2 separate regions of the Sus scrofa genome follow, and region 1 is linked to region 2. A link is a contact called in public promoter capture Hi-C data. All regions are on one chromosome and are shown on one strand. The core of a region is the stretch at or near the end of the contact, and the rest is flanking DNA. Distances in the headings are between cores, read along the strand shown. Region 1 holds the start of PHF13 (PHD finger protein 13). Region 2 holds the start of RPL22 (ribosomal protein L22).

Region 1 (4,236 bases), core at 411-2,910, 340 kb after region 2:
AAGGTAATTCTATGCTTAGTTGAAATAGTATTTTATTTCTGCTTTTTAGGGCCGCACTAACGGCACATGGAAGTTCCTAGGCGAGGGGTCACATCCTAGTTAAAGCTGCTGGCCTACACCACAGCCACAGGAACTTGGGATTTGAGCTGCATCTGTGACCTGCACCACAGATCATGGCAATGCTGGATCCTTAACCCACTGAGCGAGGCCAGGGATCGAGCCCGCATCCTCACGGATGTTAGTCTGGCTCGTTACCACTGAGCCACCATCAGAACTTCCAAAATAACTTTTAAAAAGTAGCAAGGGTAAACTACTATTATGGGGCAAGCTAAACAATTTATAGCTCAAGTAATTGAGGCTTGGAGACGTATTTCTAAGATAAATCCAGTCTCTTAACTACGAAATGTTTCCATCAGAATTCTCTTAACCAACCAATCAGCAAGAGTCAACCAATGGAGCAGTCACTCCCTTGGGAATTATCCGCAGCTTTTAGGGGTTCTTCCAATCAGTGTTCTGATTTAGCACAGGATGACTTGAATTTAAAAATTTATGTCATTTCTCTTTAACAGTTGTCTTTGAAACTACCAAATACGTTATCGAATCATTTGCAGTTTGTATTTTTTTTCTTTTAAATGGTTATGAAAAACATTCAAGCACCTCAGGCCTCCGCACGGTCACTTTATCAAAACAGTTTAATTTTCAACTAAGTGTTCAGAGTCTATCAATCTTCAACACCAAAGTCGTAAAATACTCCAGCGTCCAGCATTTAAACACGGCCAACTCCTCAATTAAATATCAATTAAAAAAAGTCAACGTCAATACCAAATATCTCTATCAGGTTTTCGCCTCCCTCCCAATGTCGTAAACCTGTGAGGAATCTATTCGGGAACGAATTCAAGGTAAAGTGAGAAAACGAGCGGTCCCAAGGTTAGGCAAGAAGAAAAAAAAAAGGAATTTAAAGCCAACATCTTCCCAAACACTGGTAGTACCGGCATAGTTTTTGAAAAATGCGGTGGTAATCCGACCACCCGAGGTGCTTCCTACGGGGAGTCAGGCAGTCCGACCCCCGCTCGGCCTCGGTCCGGCCGTCCCCGACCCCCGGGCGAGCTGGAACCGGCCAGAAACCCGCAGCCGCCAAAACAAGTTCGCTCAGCGGACCTGAGGCGCGGGGGGGGGGGGGGGCGGCAACGACGTCAGCACCCCCCGCCCCCGCCCGGACGCGGTGACCCCAGCCCCACAAAGGGGCACAGACCCCGAGTCCCAAAGGAAAAGAGAGGGGGCGCTAGCCGCTGCCGCCCATCGCGACCGAGGCCGTCAGCGCCGCCCCCACCCGCCGCGGCGACCCCTGACCTCCCTCGCCCCCGCAGAGACCGAGGCGCTGTCTCTCGCGCCACCCCTCCCCCATCGCCGAGCCGGCGCGAGCCCCCGCACCTCCCCCGTTCCGGCGGCCTCAGGTCCCGGAGCCACCGCCTCCGTAGACCGGGCAGTTGCCCCAGAGCTCTGTGGGGATTGGAGTCCTCGAGGTGGCCTTTGTGTGCCTCAGCCGTGGGGCTGGAAACTACGAATCCCACAATGCCCCGCGCCCGCCCCCGCGCCCCGCCCCCTCGCCGTCGGCTTTCCGTACGCCTCTAGACTACATTTCCCGAAAGGCCTCGCGGCTCTCCCGCCCTCCCTCCCGAGACACGAGCCGAACTGGGCGTCAGGTCGGGGAGCCGGTCGGGTTCCCGCTCGCCGCCGCCGCCGCCGCCGCCCCCCGCAGCGACTCTCCCGCCTCTCCAGTCGCGTTGGTCGTGGGGAGCTGCATCAACAACTCTGCTCGGCTGTGGAGCCGCCTGCCCGAGAGCACAGTGACTGGGACGCGACACGCCGAGCCCCCCATCATCTCTAGTCAGGGCGACCCCTCCCGGGTCCGCCCTCGCCCTGCGCGGCCCCCGCGACTCGGCGCCCGCATCCCGGCCCCTGCACTCCCGCGGCCGCCGCCCCCCACCCTGAACATGGACTCCGACTCCTGCGCCGCCGCTTTCCACCCGGAGGTGAGTGAGAGCTGCGTCTGGGCAGCCCCCGACCACCCTCACCCCGTCTTGTGCTCTCGGAGCCGGACCCTCGCCGGCCGAGCGCCTCTCTCCCCTCCCCCAGCTATCCCTCGTCTCCCCCCACCCCGGGCGCCCAACCCCGCCCCCCACTCGGGCCCGCGCCCGCTCTTCCCCGCCGGTCTTCTCCTCGGCGTCCCTTCCGCGGGCGTCCGCGTCCTCTCGGCGCCCCTTCCCCCGATGTACCGTGCCCACTCCTCCCCGGCCTCGCGTAGCCCGGGGACCTGTCGGCGCCCCCGGCCCCTCCCTGCCGGCCTGGCTTACCCCTTCCCCGCCCCCGGGGACTCGGCCCGAGACCCCGCAGCTCCGCGCTCCCGCTTCTCGGAGGAATCCCCCACCCCCTCCCGCAGGGGCTCGCGGCCCCCCTCAGACGGGGACTCTGCTCCCCGCGCCCCCGCCTTCTCCCCTAATCCCCCGGGCCTTGTGGCCCGCGCCCCGCCCCCTAACTCCCGTTCGGCCTCCGCCCCCTCCGGCCGGGGAGGTGTGGGGGGGAGTACTCGTCCTTCGGGGTCCCCACCCTTGCGGGGGCCCGAGCGGTGCTCCCACCCCCGGCGCGCTCGCCTCCCCCTCCGGGGCCCCCGCCCCCGGGCTCTGCTCGCCCCGCCCCGGCTCCCCCTCCTTCCGGGGATCGGCCCTCGGTTCTCCCGGCCAGAGCCCCCCCCTCCTCCGGCGCCCCCGCCGCGGTCCCCTCCCCCTCCCGAGGCCCGCCGAGTCCGGGGTGCGGGTCCGGCAGCAGGCGGGTGGGGGAGGGGAGGCGGCGCCGGGCGCGCTCTCCCGCGGCGCTGCCGCCTCGGGGGCTCGCGGGCCTGCCCGCCTGGGTCCCCGAATCCTGGCCGGCTCTGCGCGGCCCCTTCCCCCCTGGCTGGGCCCCGCACCTTCCGGGGCCGAGTGTCAGCGGGGGGCGGCTTCCGCGGGAGGGCGGGGAAGGGGCCGCACCGCCATCTGCTTTTCCTAAAGGCGGCGGGGCGCGGGCGGCGGGCGCGGTGGGGGCGGCGCGGGTTCCCCGCCCTGGGCCCGAGGGCGCCGCCGCCTTGCACTCTTGGTCTGGGCTGCTGATCCACTTATATACGTTCCCCGCCGAAATAAAAGTTCTCCCCGAGAGTTTGAGGGCCGCAGTCCTCCCACCCACCCGGCGGGAGGGAGGGCGGCCACTTCTTCCCGGGCGTGGGGGCAGGATCTCCTCGGCGCAGGAAGCAAGGGGTACCGCGCGGAGTCTGGCGCGCCGCTGACCTGCCCCCCCCCCCCCCCCGCCCCAGGGTCCGGGCGGCCGAGCGGGTGGTGGGAAGAAGGTGGTTTGCTACCACCGAGGGGAGAAAGTAAGTGGAGCCCTTGGAAGGAGACCTGCGGGCCGCGCTGCTCTCTGGGCACTCGGTGCTGCGGCGGGGCCGGGTGGGGCGGGCCCAGGAGCCCACCCCCCTCACTTCCTCCCCTGCCTGCACCCTGGTGGGGAGTGGGCCCCTAGGTTCTGGACCTTAGGTTAGCGCCTGAGGGTGGGGTTGGAATGGGTGATAAAATGATTAAAGAAAATCTCAGTGAATTCGCTGGGCGCATGAACCGTAGCGAGGCACAGTTGTTTTGTTTAGTAGCAAATCAGAGCTTTTTCTCCTTGAGCTCATCTCTTCTTCAGGAGAGAATCCGCTCTTGTTGAGGGATTTCTGGATTTGATGGGGACGGGACACGCAAGCCAAAACTTAAGAGTGTTTCATTTTCAGCGTGCAAGTGATATTAGCGGGATTGTTTCTGGTTTAGTGTCTGAGTTGGGGATATTTAGGTGCCTGGCCTCCGGATGTTGGAGCCGCGGAGGGACCAGCACGAAATGTCTCCTTTGCAGGAGAGGGTCCTTAGGAGCAGGGGGCCCTCAGGCAGCCCTGCCTGGGGAGGGGTCACGTGAGATTCCGCTCCAGGGTCTCAGGCCCGAGTTCTGAAGGTTACATCCTTGAGTTTTGAAGTCTCTCACAATGCTTTAGTTACAGCTGCAGCAGGAGTTTGTTTTCAAAATGGAAAATTTGTGGCAAAAAAGTAGTTGTAGGGTTCTTGATAGGCCTGTAGAAACTAATAGATAATGTCAGAAAATGCCCTGTGAGTACCGAGAAAAAGACTTTTGTTTCTTAAGCTTTTATCTCCTAACCAGTTTCCCAGTATTCTT
Region 2 (4,429 bases), core at 1,814-4,313:
GAATAGAGAAGGAACTAAGAAGCCAACTGAGGGACCTCTGGCAGGACAGGGACACAAAAAGCACCCACATGAAGGCAGTGAGCTAGAAGCTTCCTGAATTCCACTGTTACGCAGTGGCCATAGGCCAAGCTTTTAATTTCTTTACTTATTTTTTGTAATTGTATTATCTTGGCGACAGCCGACCTTGTGGAGACGAAAGAGATAATGTTAATCCAGGGTTCTACCCAACTGTGAATTCCCCACGCTGGGCTACTGGAGAGACAAAGAGTAAAATGCCAAGACCAAGCTGCAGAGTCAGAATGTGGCAACGACGTTCATAGTCCTAGATTTATGTGAAACAGAGGAATACTGGGGAATGGGGCCAACATGAAGGCAACAAATCAGTACAGAGGAGTTTCCATTGTGGTTCGGGGGGCTGCAAATCTGACTAGTATCCACAGGATGCAGGTTTGATTCCTGGCCTTGCTCAGGGGGTTAAGGATCTGGCGTTGCTGTAAGCTGTGGTGTAGGCGCAGACTTGGCTGGGATCCTGTGTTGCTGCGGCTGTGGTGTAGCCCAGCAGCGCAGCTCCAAATGGACCTCTAGCCTGGGAACTTCCATAAGCCCAAGGTGTGGTCCTAAAAAAAAAAAAAAGAAAATTCAGTAAGGAGCTAGGTTTGGGAAAAAACCAAGCTCCAATAACAAGTTAGCAAGCAGGATGTTTTAATATCAACACTGAAGCTCTGATGCTTAATAAAGTAACGCTGGAGGAGATGCTGCCATCTATCCGGTGCCCCAAAGTCAGTCAGTCAGGTCCAGGGCACAGGTAGCCCCTTGTCCCTGAGGACCAAGACCCAGAGTTCCTGCAAAGGAGATGCTAGATCCAAGGGAGTCTACCTGCTTCCCAGTAAATGTTAGGTAAACCACTTTGGTAAAGTGAAGAAGCAGACGAGGCAGTTCTCTGGCACTGCCCGGCTCCAAGGCATCTCCTTCACTCTTCAAAACCAGGAGACACAGAGAGTGAGTGAGCGAGGCTGAAAAACAGAACCAGCCCAAGCTCCGGAGTTCCGGTCCGGGAGAGCCAGAACCAGAGCAGGCTGATCCTGCAAACAAACATCCTCCAGTAGGCTTTCCTCGCAAAAGCTCTAAGGGTTCATTACTGTCCAGGGTGATGACGTCAAGGGGATAACTTACAAAATTGGCCGCATCCATGATTCCATCTTCCACTGGGTGCGTGCAATCAAGAGTGAACTTGAGAACCTGCTTCTTTTTTTTGCCCCCCTTCGCCACAAGCTTTTTCTAAAAAAGTATACAAATGAAAACAGAGATGAAGGGCATAACCAGTCCAAAAAAAAAAAATTAACAGAAGCAAAACCACCAGAGTTGTACAAACGCAAAAACTATAGCTCTGAGTCCAGAATTGAGCTCTGCCCCAGAGTGGAGGAGGTCGAATGCTCAAAGGTGCTGCTGTGCAAGCCTAGGGTCGAGCCCTCCGGAAGGGGAAGTTACTCCAGCACTCTTGACCCATTTACACTTTCCAGCCCCCCAATATATATGAGTATCAAGGTCTGCTAGCTTAGGAAGGACAGTAAAATGAACGTTTCCTTTTACTTGCCCTAGAAGTTCCAAAATAAAGGTTCAAGGAACACTCCTTTTATTCGCTCATCACAGCACAGGCATGCCTGCAACAACTTTAATTTGAATCAGTCCTTGCCCTAACTCTCCAGACTAGAGTCCTGATGCCCTTAACCCTGCCGCATCCACCTTCTCAGAATCAGCAGCCAGATCCACACAGCTTAGCAGTGCATCTTCCCCAGTCAGGACGAGGGTAAAGCTACCCCTTGGGCTCTAATTACAACACTATGGTCAACAATTTCTGGCCTTTTGACTAGTTTGATCTGTGAATGAGCCTTCCAAACCACGGGTAAGCACATTCTACCAAGGTTCCAGATCCTTTCATACTCACAAAGCAGCTTATATTAACCTGGTCCCTCTACAAACTCCAACACCATCTAAGGAAGCCTCTGTACTTACACTTTAAAAACCATTTCAGAATCTAAAAAGGCCTTTCCAAGAACACATCTTAACTCCCTTCCTGTTTGAAAGAACTTCACTGAAAACTTGTCAACGGGGTCCGTTTTTCAAACACGGAGCTCCCTTCCAAAAAACACTTATTTTCTCTAGCATCTGTCTTCCTAATATCAAGAGGGCAGTCTTAAACGCAACCCCGGAAATATACAATCAGCAGGCACACGACCTGGCCGCAGTGGGCTGGATACCCCTCACGAGTTTTCCACCTAAAGCTTAAAACGCCTAAAAGCGTCAAAAAGCCCATCCAGGCAGAATGATAGAGGTGAGCCGAAAATATTAACAAAGGTGTCCCAACAAAGGAGGAGAGAGAAACTTTCTCCCAGTCACCTGGGAGAACGACCTGCGGCCGGAGTGACATGAGAGCGCCGCACGAGCCGGTCCCAGCCGAAGAGAGAATGGAACGGGGCCCTCGCCTGACACGAAAAAGGGTCTACAGAGCTGCGCCCTAAAACCTAACTTCCTCCGGAGACGCTAGAGGTCCCCTGCCCCGAGCCTCTTTCCGAAAACAGGCCCGCCAGACCCGTACCCTCCCACCTGCCCCCGAGTCCTGGCTGTAGGCTTCCCGGATGCGCGGTCGCCGGGGGTGGCAGGTCCCCTCCTTCCCCGCCTTCAGCCCAGGTAACGAGGCCTAGGCCTTGGCTGCCTCACGCCGGCCGCACTCCAAAGACCGCTGACCGGCCCAGGCTACAGCCTCGGACCCCCAGCTTCCCACGGGCCGCAGGTAGGGGCCCAAGCCGCGATCTCCCGGAGCCCCGGGACTCCCTCTCGGGCCTCGGGCCGCGGCCTTCTCCGCCCACAACGTGCGGGACCCCTCGGCCGCGCCGGCCCGCTCCAGCAGATGTGCCGGCCCGGCCCCGGCAGGACGCTGCAGAGCGCCGGCCGGCGCGAGCCAGGCAGGGGCCAGGCTGGCGAGGCCCACGTGCCTTCCCCAGAGCCAAGGCCTCACGCGGAGCCATACTAACCACAGGCGCCATGGCGGCAGCAGAGGCAGAAAGGGAGTTGAGCGAATCACGCAGACGCAAAGAGCCGCAGCGCGCAGAGCACGCAGGACTCAGGCCGTATCAATCGCTCTGCCACGCCCCTCGCTCCTCACCATCTCGTCCTGTTCCGTACGCTCGGGGAGCGATGATTTTTGCCTGAATGCAAAACCCGTCCTCTCCCCCGCCGGGAGGATTACGGGGGGAGGGAAGTGGCCTGTCCCACTGCGAAGGATCGGAGGAGGGGGGGTGCCAGCCTAGATGAGCCCAAAAAGAAATAAAGGGGCTTGCTCTACTGTGAAAGTCTTAGGAAGAAAACGGAAAGAAGGAGATCCAGTAAAGCATAAATTAACAGCTAGTGGGGTGGGAGTCGAACCTACTAGCTTGGGGAGGTGAGGCCCTTCTGGCCCTGGAGTCCCAATGCCCAAGATCACTTGGCTTCTTCCTAAAGTGCCCAACCTGGAAGGTGGTTCCCCGGGCTGTCTCGCTGCCCTGATCCTTTTTGCTGTAGTCAGGTACACTCTCCACAGTCTCAGATTCAAGCTGCCCGCCCTCCAGTCACCACCTCCTAGCTTTCCAGCTCATGCCTTCCAGTTTCCTGGTTCCAAAAATTCTTCTGCCAGCATTTCTCAAAGTGGCATTTGAACTTGAATCACCTGGGAATCTCCATAAATTGCAGATGCCAGTACAATGGATCATATGGGCCTGAGGTTCTGTATTTCTCCAAATCTCATAGGGGCCTGAGATTCTGTATTTCTCCAAAGCCTGAGATGCTGCTGCTGCTGATCCATGGACCAAAGTCGAGTGGCAAGGGTCTTCATCCCCAGACCCACAGTCCACGCACTGGCTGTTTTCACCCACTCTCATCCCCTCGTGTCCTTACCAGTTACATTCTAGGGTCCTGCGTTGTTCACTCAGTTACACACACCCGCCAGTACCTAGCTGCATGTAGTCACCTAGCAGAGGCCAAATCCTGGCTTAGAATGATGAGAGGAAACCCCATGCTGACCAGTCTAGGTTTACTCTCAGGCCTGCTCTGCCAATTGACCTTTTTTTCTTTTTTTTTTTTTAGGGCCGCACCCACAGCATATGGAGGTTCCCAGGCTAGGGGTCGAATGGGAGCTGCAGCCACTGGCCTACACCAGAGCCACAGCAACACTAAGATGCGGCAGATCCAAGCCACATCTGTGACCTAGACCACAGCTCACAGCAACGCCGGATCCTTAACCCACTGAGCAAGGCCAGGGATCAAACCTCGTCCTCATGGATGCTAGTCGGGTGCGTTCATTAACCTCTGAGCCACGATGGCAACTCCCCCCCAAAAAAATTTTAAATAAATAAAAACAATCTCCCATCTTGGAGCTCCTGCTGTGGTGCAACAG

What was found. Promoter capture Hi-C pulls out the DNA fragments that hold promoters and counts their contacts.
Region 1: a promoter capture Hi-C map of liver shows a contact between it and region 2, with 4 times the contacts expected there. The contact joins the promoter of PHF13 here to the promoter of RPL22 in region 2. A contact is called at or near these places in 1 of 5 promoter capture datasets (liver) and 1 of 47 Hi-C or Micro-C datasets (heart right ventricle).

The regions. Positions count from the first base shown.
Region 1 is chr6:67,444,300-67,448,535 of Sscrofa11.1, forward strand. It overlaps PHF13 (PHD finger protein 13), which reads left to right and starts at 1,661. Exons shown (of 5, transcript XM_021095267.1): 1 at 1,661-2,033. The coding sequence starts at 1,995.
Region 2 is chr6:67,099,023-67,103,451 of Sscrofa11.1, forward strand. It overlaps RPL22 (ribosomal protein L22), which reads right to left and starts at 3,064. Exons shown (of 4, transcript NM_213987.1): 1 at 3,033-3,064; 2 at 1,174-1,278. The coding sequence starts at 3,044.